Linked DNA regions of Zea mays: region 1 is linked to region 2. A link is a contact called in public Hi-C data. All regions are on one chromosome and are shown on one strand. Each heading gives the region's core, a stretch centred on a gene start, on an enhancer-like site or on the middle of the called end of the contact. The rest is flanking DNA. Distances are from core to core; before and after follow the strand shown. Region 1 holds the start of LOC103632351 (F-box protein At1g47056). Region 2 holds the start of LOC100304031.

The links. Hi-C and Micro-C count contacts between places; a contact is called where the count stands out from the background.
Region 1: a Hi-C map of leaf shows a contact between it and region 2, with 2.6 times the contacts expected there. The contact joins the promoter of LOC103632351 here to the promoter of LOC100304031 in region 2. A contact is called at or near these places in 6 of 25 Hi-C or Micro-C datasets (ear, leaf, leaf mesophyll and 1 more) and 1 of 3 datasets of contacts at active chromatin or transcription factors (leaf).

The regions. Positions count from the first base shown.
Region 1 is chr7:49,779,171-49,785,235 of Zm-B73-REFERENCE-NAM-5.0, forward strand. LOC103632351 (F-box protein At1g47056) reads left to right here and starts at 1,865. Exons shown (of 1, transcript XM_008654167.3): 1 at 1,865-3,877. The coding sequence starts at 1,880. The coding sequence ends at 3,562.
Region 2 is chr7:49,596,572-49,602,896 of Zm-B73-REFERENCE-NAM-5.0, forward strand. LOC100304031 reads left to right here and starts at 3,072. Exons shown (of 3, transcript NM_001364710.1): 1 at 3,072-3,351; 2 at 4,345-4,410; 3 at 5,367-5,556. The coding sequence starts at 3,189. The coding sequence ends at 4,379.

The DNA of each region.
Region 1 (6,065 bases), core at 615-3,114, 180 kb after region 2:
AATACTATGCTTAACAATTTGTGCTACTACTCAACTTGATAATTATGATGTCACTCTTTAATGATACTATTGTTTCAGAAATGAGATTTGTATTATAATGCTAACCCGATGGTTAAGCAAGATCATTTCATATTAAATGAAACATGGATATTAAATGAAACATGGAGTGACCACCCAGGATAACAGTGCAACCACGAGTGCTATCATGGCTCTGGCTTTGGTAAATAGCTTTATAGACATAGTGCTTAGCAACCCTACCTAAAAGATGGGCAAGAGGGGATGAAAGTGGTTTGGTGGCAGCTCATATTAACATAGGGTGGTAGTCTTGGCTAAGTTACCTCGCCTAGAGGGCCTTCAATACTGATGTGGAAACCTTAGTGGATGGCTATGTACTAAGAATATTTTGTGGAAGCCTCATAATGGATCCCTAGCCATTCACCTCGGCAGTGTTTATGTGTCCGTACAACCTAGGCTAGATGGGATACATGGCTTGTAGATAAAGTTGTACCACATCTGCAGAGTGTAAAATGATATGTGAGCCGTGCTCACGGTTAAGTGCAACCTGGACCCTCACATGATAACTGAACTTAAAGATGGAGAACAAATCGTGATCCGATGATTTATAAATGTTTTGCTTAAGTGGTTTCACTTAAATGTTTTTGATATAATCATATGCTTATGATTAATTGAGATATTTTAAGATACACTTACAATTAGTAAGATAGGCGTTGTTAATAAAATATTGACCAACTAAAATGCTTACCGATTATCCATAGCCTACCTTGTAAACCTTGTATAACTTCTCCCACTTACTGAGCCCCCACCATAAATAAGCTCACCCCTTGCTAATATTTTGATTAGAAGCTGATGAGGAAGACTGTGACGATGGTGATGACGAGTACTGAGTCTAGCGATGTGCGAGTCATCTTCTTGTGGAAGATTGCCCATGCTATATCCGTCGTACTTTGATGATGATACTATTTGAGGCTTTTATGTCTGGATGATGTAATAAAGTTATTATACACTCTTTACGCATTTATTACATTGTCTTTTGATATATTACACTTGTGACGTCAATATATATGTGATAAATAGATTCTGGCACATATATGCTATGTATTCGGTTTTGCCCATAGGACCGGGTGTGACACTCTACAAACAACGGCAAACAGTGCCATCTACGGTTTCATGCCTCCTATTTTACACAATTCACTGAAGAAAGTCAGAGTAAACCACATTTGTCACTACGATATACTCTCTTTGTCCCCGTTTATAATTCACTTAACTTTTCGACATCAAATTTGACCGAAGCCTCTTATTAAAAAATTCAAAAAAATCAAAATATTCAAAGTCATATTTAAGACAATTTAAGCGTATAGGATACTACCTCCGTTCACAAATAACACTGTTGACTTTTTTCGAAAACTTTGACCACTCGTTTTATTCATTATTTATTTAAAAATATAAGATTTTAAATCAAGCATAAACTAATAATAAGTCATTATTATTTTGAATAAGATGAATGGTTAATTTTTTTAAAGTCAATAATATCATATATTTATAAACGGAAGCATTTTTAATTTTGCTCTTTCGGAACATCAAGAGTATTTTTCTGATAGTATCCTTTATATTAAAAGGTCAAACAAAGCTTTCATCAAACGGGAAATTTAGAAAAAAGGATTTGCCATCGTAATTATGGAATTCGTAAGAGTAGCGGCGTCAATGGCTAATGTCATTGTTTTGCCCAAGCCCAAATCGCACGCGACTAGCCAGGCAAACCACAGAAATAAAGTAATTAATAGTAGTAATAATAATACAAAGAAAAAAAAGAAACTGGCGTGGAATTAGCCCACGGACAGGACAGTAGCATTTAATCGGGATGAATCCCTTGGTGGCGTCCGCAGCGTCCAGCCGTCCACCCAACCACTCCTCTCCTCCCCGGTCCTCCTCCCCTTCCTCGGCAGATCCGCCGCCGCCCGTTCCCATGGGCCAGTGCCTCTCCGCCCCGCGCCACCGCAAGCCCCCGCCCCTGCCTCTGTCGCCCGCGCTGTCCGTTCCGCCGCAGATCCTCTCTTCCATCGCCGACGCCGTCGGGGAGGATCACACCGCCGACCTCCCTGAGGAGCTCCTCGCCCTCGTCTTCGGTCTTCTCGGCTCCGGCGACCGCAAGCGATGTTCCCTCGTTTGCCGCCGCTGGCTGGTCGTAGAGGCCGCCTCCCGCTTCCGCCTCGCGATCGACGCCAGGGCATCGCCGCTCGCCGAATCCGCCCTCCCCCGCCTCCTCGCGCGCTTCCCCGCCGTCTCCAAGCTCGCGCTCAAGTGCGACCGCCGCGCCGAGAGCGTGGGCGACCCGGCCCTCGCGCAAGTTGCGGACCGCCTCGGCCCGGGCCTTCGGCGCCTCAAGCTCCGCTCCCTGCGTGCGGTCACCGACGATGGGGTCGCCGCGCTCGCCGCCGCGGCCGCCAACCTCCGCAAGCTCTCCGTCGGATCCTGCGACTTCGGGGCCAAGGGAATCGAGGCTGTCCTCCGCTCGTGCCTCCACCTCGAGGAGCTCTCCGTCAAGCGCCTCCGTGGCCTCGCTGAGTCAGAGCCCATCTCCGTCTCCAGCCCACGCCTTCAATCTCTATCGCTTAAGGATCTGTACAACGGCCAGTGCTTCTCCTGTTTGATCACTCAGTCGCCAAACCTCAAAACCCTCAAGATTATCAGATGCGCGGGTAACTGGGATATCGTGCTCCAGGACGTTCCAAGGGATTCTCTCCTAGCCGAGCTCCATCTCGAGAAGCTGCAGGTCAGTGACTGGGGTGTAGCTGCCTTATATGGGCTCGAGGTACTCTACCTTGCCAAGGCACCTGAGGTCACTGATATCGGATTAGCTGAGCTTGCTGCTAAGTCGCCACGCCTCCGCAAGCTGCATGTTGATGGTTGGAAAGCAAACAGGATTGGTGACCGGGGGCTTGCGGCTGTTGCACAGAAATGTTCCAGCTTGCAGGAACTGGTCCTCATTGGTGTGAATTTGACATCATTAAGTCTTGAGTTGATTGCAACGAACTGCCCCACCTTAGAGCGGCTCGCACTGTGTGGGTCCGACACGTTTGGTGATGCAGAGATGTCATGTGTCGCCTCCAAATGTTCTGCTTTGCGTAAGCTGTGCATCAAGGCATGTCCAGTGTCTGATGCAGGAATGAATAAGCTTGCTGAAGGCTGCCCACGCCTTGTCAAGGTTAAGGTGAAGAAGTGCCGTCGGGTGACCTCTGAGTGTGCTGAGCACCTCCGGGCTAGCAGGAATGGAGCTCTTGCTGTGAATTTTGACACACCTGGTGGAGCTGGTGAGTTGCAGGATGGTCGGAGTGTGGATGACAGTGGTGCGCTAGACAATGCCGGCAGTGATGTTTTGCCCGAGGATTTGGATGATCGGATAGGACCAGACCTTTCGAGTGGAAGCAGTGGCAGGCCATCAAGATGGAAAGCACTGATGGGTGCTTTGATGTTGAGGAGCTTTTCTGTTTCCATATTTCAAAGACAACCGCGTGGAGCCTGCTCTACAAGTCACGAGTCATGAAAATTGGATGACATGGTTATTCCTTGAGCCCTTTAAATTCTTTTATATTTGTATGTTCAATTAATTGGTGCTGTTATTTGTTGTATCACTGTTTGTCGTTGTGGATGGTACCATGCTTGTCATTCTGATTTCGGTTAAAGAATTTAGATATATTGCTAGACTTGTCAGTTGGAGCATACTTATTATTAATTGTCCTAGCAACAGGGATTCATGCGATTGCATGCTGTAATCTTCTTAGAAACAATTGTTTGGGCTGAAAAATATGATGTGGAAACAAGACTATCAGATCATTTCAAAAGTGTGATTTTTCTTGGATATTACTGTCCATTGTCGAAAATTCTTTTGTGCTTATGACATAAGTACCACTATGCTTATGTATCAATTGTTATGCATGCAAAGAAACTCCAGGTAGGAAATTTTGAGGGAGGAAATATTTTTTGTGCCACTTGTTCTTTGTCTGTGTTCAGAAGTTACATTGACATCTATTTTCTTTCCATTCATAAACTATTGATTATGGAAGAAATGACCTTGGATATGAAGTCAAATTACCTTGTTATTCCATTGTCCATACACATCGTAGATTCAGAGGGGATGTCTACTTTTAGCGCAACTAGAACAGGGTTATTAATTAAATCAATAGTAGCACAGTAAGATGCAAAAACGGGAAACATGAGAGGAGTAAAAATTTGATCTGCAGACACTAAAGTGGGCATGCTTGTGTGTTCATTTTTACAGATCAGTGTGAGGATCAATGTAAGGAAGCATTCAGATGATATGTGGAATATCAATAACCTTGCCTGTGTCTTGCTTGTTAGTGAAATTTATTAGATGCTGTAAAGATTGGTTATTAAAGCGGTAAAACGTTATGAACCAACTTTTTAACTTTTAAACGTTTAAATGAATGTTAAAACGTCTTTTCAGACTTGACATAGAAATTCAAATATAGAATAAGTTCATACATAAGTTGAGTTCACAAACCAAATAGCTAAAAAGAAACAGATCAAGTTCAACAACACAAGTTCAACCACATAAGTTACAACTTTTATGCATGATCAGTAACCATCATCGAACTCATCAATATGAAGACCATGAGCACGCCTTGATCATCACCATCTTTTTCACTATTGCTTCCTTCAATTTCATCTTCCACATCAAGAATATATTCCTCATCCTCGTCAATATGGTCTGCTGTGGGCGTAGTGCCAGAGTTCGTGGAGGGCCGAGGGCGGTCTGCTGTGGTCTGCTGGCTGAGGAGAGCAGCGGCTGCCGGCTGGGCTGCTGTGGGCGCGGCTGGGCTGCTGTGGGCGCGGCTGGGCTGCTGTGGGCGCCAGAGAGTAGCGGCTAGCTGCCTGGCTGAGGAGAGGAGAGGAGAGCGGCGGCTGGCGGAGGAGAGGAGAGAGGAGAGCACAGCGGCGGTCAGCTCATTAGAGGAGGGCGGCGGACGGCTGTGGATGAGGAGAGGTGAGAGGAGAGCAGAGCTGCGGCTGGCTGAGGGAGTGAGGGCGCCGCGTCCAACCTTGGCCAGTGCCAGGAAAGTGACCTAGAAAATGCTAAAGGCCAAAGGCGGGTAGAAGGTCCTTAAACGTCTAAAACGTCCTAAAACGTTATTTGGACGCTTAAACATCGTTTAAACACTCGAAACATACGTTCTACATCCTAAACCTAAAACGTTCGGACGTTACAACTTTTAAACACATTTTCTCGTTTAAACGACGTTTTAATAACAATGCTGTTAAGCAGTTTCAATTCAATAGATTCAGCAGGTGGATTCAACTGATAGGTTTTATTTTTCTGTTTATTCTCTAACACACGAGTTTATTCGTTGTGAACTACATTATTCTTGTTCTGTTGGCTGAGATCTGCATATAACATATACAATAACCTAAACTCGGATGGTCTGAAAAATAATCAGGGTGTTGCTACAGTCTCTTTAACATTACCGTCAAGCTTATCTGTATTCCATTTTGTTTCTGAGGTTTGATTGCCCCTCTTCTCTTTTCCTACATAGTATAACCGTGTTCTTTTGCACTTGTAAATGTTTTTCTGTCAGACTATTCTGTTCCACTGACTTGGTTGACATGGACCTGAATGGTTTTCTGAACTTTGACCCATTTCATTTGTGCTTGTGCTCCTTTTTGTCATGACGTCTTACACACGGTGTTGGAACAAAAGGGTCTTGTCGATCTTGCATGTAGAATGTTCAATGAGGTGGATCACGGGCAGTGGTTGGCATAATTTTCCTCTCCGGAAGTTTGGCCATTTCCCAGGCCACTCACCGTCAGTTGACTTTGAAGCTGACCAGTAGGAGGCCCCACTTCCCTGCTCCTTCAACTAAGTGGTGCTTGATTACGTTCAAGTTGTGGACATGGAGGTTTTGAGAATGTGATTAAGGTTGTTGCTGACGGAAGAGCATCCTTAGTTAATATCTATCTTTGTGCCTGTCACTGCTTCCAGTTGGCTATGTGTCACTACTCACTATTAGGCCATGTTTGGAAACACCCAG
Region 2 (6,325 bases), core at 1,822-4,321:
GATGGAATTAAGACAAAACTTGTAAGGCGACAAAAGGGGGAAAGAAATTAAGGGAGAGATAGGTAACACACCGCTTTCAAACTGGGTTGGAAAAGGGGAGACTTTTAAAGGGTAAGTTCAAAGTAAACATTTAGGTAAATACATAAATATCGCAAGGGTCAAAGGGAATATGTCACACCCGGTTTTGGAAGGAATACCGAATGCGAACAATGTACGTGCTAGGACCAGAAATTCACGTACACAACGATTACATAATTGGACATCATCAAACATTGCTCAAAGTTATAGCGGAAATATGTAATTTATTACATCACAATGTCCAAAACATCCACAATGTCATTAATTTAAGTCATAATTAAAGTGCTAAACGAAACATAGTAGGATAAGGCCTTCATAGGAAGCTGACTGGGGGTTTGCCACTAATCTAATCTAGAACTCGTCGAAGTCCTGAAACTCCTGAAAGTCCTCATGTTGCCTTCATCTTCTCTTGAGCACTGGTTGCAATGGGGACAACCTGGGTTTGGTGTTTTTAAGCAAGGGTGAGTACACATCAACATACTCATCAAATGTTCCGTTTGGCTAAAGTGGACTAGCTGTATGTGGGGTTGAGCATAAAGCAGTTGCTTTTAGTTGGTCAAATATTTATTACTAGTAGAGAGCCAAGGATTATCAATAATCCCAAGTTATTAACCCAAGTAGTACTCCCTCCAAGAGGAAATACCAAATACCATAAATATAATCATTATCATTAAGCATCATCATAAAAAACATGCAGAGTAACTGTAATCAAAAGAGCTCCCAAGGCTGCTCATAACCGTGAGCACGACTGATATACCAGTTTCTAACACTCTGTAGAGGTTGCACACTTTACCCACGAGTCGTGATCCCTTTTTGCCTCAGGTCGATCAAGCCCTCAAACACTACCAAGGTGAATTTGGTATATTTAGAGAAGAAATTTTATACCCCCAAATTCAGGGTGTTACAAACCTATCCCCCTTAAATAGAATCTTGCCCTCGAGATTCAGGGTTGGCTAGCAAAGAGCTCGGGATACTTGGCTTTCAGATCATCCTCTCTTTCCAGGTTGCTTCTTCCTCTGAATGGTGGCCCCACTTGACTTTGCACATTCTGATGATGCTCCTTCGAGTGACTCTGTCTGCTATCTCCAGAATCTGCGTTGGCTTCTCGATATATGGCAGGTCCTCTTGAACTTCGTGATCTTCAGTTGGCAATTGCTCTTCTAGCACTTGCAAACATTTCTCAGCTGAGAGACGTGGAACACATCATGCACTATTGACAGACTTTCTGGTAGGTTGAGCTGATATGCCACTACTCCACGTCTTGACTTAATCTGGTACGGTCCAATGTATCGAGGTGCTAATTTGCTCTTGACTCCGAACCTTCTAACTACTCTGATTGGTGACACCTTGAGGTAAACATAATCTCCCACTTCGAAACTCAACTATGTTCTTCTGGTGTCGACATAACTTTGTTACCTGGACTGCGCTGTCTTCATGTTCTCCTGAACCATTCCGATATTCTCTTTGGCTTCAAGAAAAATGTCTGGACCGAATACCTGCCTTTTGCCGGGTTGGTCCCAGTGCAATAGAGTTCAACAATTCCTCCCATAGAGTGCTTGGAACAGTGACATCTTCAAATTGGCCTGATGACTATTGTTGTATGAGAATTCTACATAAGGTAACCTCTTATCCCAACCTGACTTGTCCTGCAAAGCACAAGCCCTCAACATGTCTTCTAGGATCTGGTTGGTTCTCTCGGTATAACCATCTGTCTACGGGTCATAAGCTGAACTGAAATTCAAATGGGTACCCAAGGCTTCATGCAATTGTTGCCAAAAGTGAGGAGTAAACTAGGTTCCCTAGTCGGACACTATCTTCTTCGGAACACCATGTAAGCATACAATCCGAGACATGTATAACTCTACCAACATTGTAGTGCTTTAGCTAGTCTTGACTGGTACGAAATGAGCCGCCTTTGCTAAGCTATCCACTAATACCTAGATGGAGTCATAACCGGCTCGAGTGCGAGGCAAACTGACTATAAAGTCCATCCCAATGTCATCCCACTTCCATTTAGGAATCTGCAATGGCTGCAACAAATCTGCGGGCCTTTGATGCTCCGCCTTAATTCTCTGACAACTATCACATATGGCAACATACTCCGCGATCTCCCTTTTCATACCGTACTACCAGAATCTTTTCTTCAGGTCTTGGTACATTTTCTCGCTGTCAGGGTGTATGAAATAGGCCATTTCGTGGGCTTCCTTGAGAATTGTAATACCCAACTGGTGGTGATAATAAAAGTGAGAGTAATCTTCATATATGTGTTGTCCTCCCCTTATTGGAACATGTGAATAACTATATTTAAAGTGAATAATTAACTAATGACGCCTAAAATAATCTATGCATCATGTTGGAGGTTATTTGTTTGTGCATTTATAACTAATAGTAATAATATTAATGGATATATATTAGTGTCCAAATTAGGATTTAACCTAATTTGCAATTTAAAAGTTGGAAATAACATAGAAAGGGAAAGAGAAAAAAATTACTACACAATACAAAATAAATATATAAATAAATAAATTCCTTCCTTATTGGTATGTTCAATTTGTACATTTAATCTAAGTACAAGTTCACAACCAAGTTTTAATTAAAATTTGAACTCTAAAAATAAAAAGAAAAGAAAACAGAAAAGGAAAAAAAGAAAAAAATGAAAACTGCGCTTGGGCCGATTTGCGCCAGCCCACTAATGAACTCCCGCGCGGCCCTCCTTTTCTTCGCGCCAGCGCTGTGACAACCGGGGGCTACTGGTCTGCAGCCACCACTTCCTTTCATTCGCACGCGTGAGCCAACTGACAAGTGGGGCCCACTAGTAGCCACACGCGTGCGCGCACCAACCACTTTCTCTCTCTGACACGTGGGGCCCTCATGTCCCCTGTTCTCTTCCCGAGCGGACTTCGCGGTCGAGTTGTTGCGCCGCCCCAGGATTCTAGCTGCCCTTGGACCACCTCGTCCCGGCTACAAAGGTGGATCAAACTCCCGTGCTTCCTCTCCCATAACCCATCCGAGTGCCACGTTCAACCAGGTGTGGGTGTGAAGTTCGCCGGTAGCCGAGAGGAGGGATGTGTCCGTCGCACTTGAATTCCGGTGTTGCCAGCAGTCAGTGAATGGGAGGGGCCTCGACGGGTTTGTCGTCGTGCGAGAATCACGCACACCCGACTCCTCGAACGAGGAAGACTCTGGACGCCGGAGAAATTGTTTGCCGGAGCATCAAGGTCCGTCGCGGTACTCGGACTCCCGCAGGCAGTACTCGGCTCTGCGTAACCCTCGGTATGCAAACCTCCCCCGTGCTCACCATGTCCTTATCAACGTGTTGCGTATCTCAATTTGGAGCTTGCGCTCGACTGGGTCACTCGCTGGCATGATCGCCGCCATAGCGCGGTCGGTGCCGCCATGGCGACATCTGAGAGAAGGGGGAAACAGAGAGATCACGTGCTCCATAGGATCCATCACGGACGGTCATGATTAGATCATGACATACCAGTTCACTCAATTAGATCTAGAGCATTGATGCGGTAATGAATGTCTTAGATCAAGGTCGGGCCGTGGTCGTCCCTCATCCGTTGAGATCGGATCTAACGATCGGGGCGAGTTACCTATTACTTAACGCGTGGGTTTAATCCGGAGCGTCGCGTTGAGATCAAACGACGCTGGTTCCATACCGGTTCACTTTATATAACGTTTAATCCTAAGCGCTCAGTTCTGATCGGACGACCGAAATTGATCCATACCCCTTCGCTGCGCCCTAATTGTGTAAGAGCCCCTGTAGTTTCACCGATTCAACCCACAGTCCGCCTTAGCTTTAGGAGTATTACTTTTAGGTCCTGTTTTTAGTGTTTTAACCACTAATCTTTCCAGTAATTATGGACGTCGTCCCAGGGAATAAGTAAACCGAATAAATGGATACAGAAATTGATTTTTAGTACAAAATTAATTCCAGGAACTTGTTTAATCCATAGAAAATTCATTTCCACTCCTTTTTAACCCATTCTAGTTGCATTAATTTGGTATTAATATTGTTTATCACTTGCTAACTCTGTTTTAGCATGAAACCTAGATTAAAATGTATCACTTAGTTATTCGTGTACCAAACACATACAGACTTCAGAAAAATCATAACTTGATATCCGTAACTCTAAATTTAGCGATTCTCGAACCTACAATCTCATTACGATGCGTAAATTACTATTATGTATTCTATTCTCATGATTGGTGTGATGTTAATTTCTCCTATACCATGTTTGTTTGTATTGCTTCGAGTAGACGAACAAGTGACCGAGGACCCAGGTGTTCAGTAGGTGGAAATTGCTGAGCAGGAGCTCATTGAAGGCAAGTTGTGCCCTTCACCACTTTTATTTTTCCAATAATGTTCTCTATAATCATTTTGTCATGCATAGGCTTAATTTTCATGGGACCCAATAGGTCACCCTAGTTTGGTCATCTTTACACCTTGTTTACCCCTAAACTTTTGAGTAGCTTGGCTATTGCTATATGTGGTTTTGGGTGTTGAGATAACTATTACACATGGTCATTATTTATTATTATTGTTCTATTTTGTTCATGATAAGACTATTATGTTAATTGGAACATGGAGCTTAACTTGAGAAACATGTGCCACCACAAGGCTGGAATGGGACGCCCTTGGCTGACTAATTAGAAAAGCTAGTGGAGGACTACCTTACCCGAAAGGGGCAAGGCAGTAGGGGAGTTCTCAGTGTAGGGAGGTTCTCGGGTTGATTTTGCTACGATGGCGGTCGGACGGGGGATTCCTGCATTGCGCTCCCTAGAAACTGTAGCGGGTTTTCTTAAGCTAGTGGAACTTTGTAAAGGCCTCGTAATGTTACCCTGCCTCGTCTCCTCGGTAGAGATGAATGGGACTTCTAGACCCCTTGGCAAGCGGGTGACATGACTTGTGGGTAAAGGGTACAACCTCTGCAGAGTGTAAAACTGGTATACTAGTCGTGCTCGCAGTCATGAGCAGCTTAGGACTCTCGCATGATTAATTTATGGAATTAAACTCAATTTGTCATTTGCATCGCATTGTGGTTTTATTATTAATTTTTATCTATTACTACTCTGGTTTGGTATCTACTTACATTTAGTAACTGCTAATAAAATTTGACCAACTTATTAAAAGCAATGCTTAGCTTTAACCATTATTTGTTGATCAGCCTTACACTTCACATGAGCTCCCACCTTTGGTGAATTCATGCACATTATTCCCCACACCTTGTTGAACTATGATCTTTTGTGAGCTCACCCTTGCGATATATAACCCCCCATAGGTGAAGAGCAGGTAGTCCAGGAGGAGGCCTATAATGAGGAGTACGAGCTTATCTAGGTGGCGTCTCCCAGTCAGCTTTATGGTGCCAATGAATAATGCTTAGTTTGCTTTATTATTCTCATTTATTTTTTAAGACTTCCGCTATGTAATAATGATATTTGTGACATTTATCTCTATACACTTTGTCATTATATGTGATGTTCTTTTTTGGCGCACATATGAGACGCACTCGGCTTTACCCCTTAAATCTGGGTGTGACAAGAATCAACTCCCGAATCGATTTGATGTCGGACACACATAGCCTATCTTTGAACCATACTACGCCATCTGCGTATTCCCGGAAGTCTTTACCTTTTCCGTCTAGGATTAGCTGCTGAATCTCATTGATCTTCTCAACACTTTTCTACCCATCCTTGTATCTCGTTCTAGAGTGGATTCCAGCTCAACTATCACTCCCTAAGTGCTATTCAGAAATCCGAGACTCAGACTGTCGAATTCCTTTGCTAGTTCATATGGCATCGGGCAAGCGACCATCATGTTGACTTGACTCTTTCTGCTCAAAGCATATGCTACCACATTAGTTTACCTGGTGATAATGTATCTCCAGCTCATAGTCTTTGATCAACTCCAGTCATCTTCGCTGCCTCATGTTTAACTCTAATTGGGTGAATATATAAATTAAGACTCTTGTGGTCTGTGTAAACCCTAAACCCATATAAATAGTGCCTCCAGGTCTTCAATGCATGAACCACTGCTGTCAATTCCAGGTCATGTGTGGGGTAATTTCTCTCATGAATCTTCAACTTCCGACACGAGTACGCCACCACTCTCCCTTCTTGCATTAGCACACATCTCAGATCAGTGTACGAAGTATCACAATATACTGAGAATGGCTTGTGAACATCAGGCAGGAAAAACACAGGTGTTGTAGTCAACTTATTCTTCAATGCTTCAAAAGAC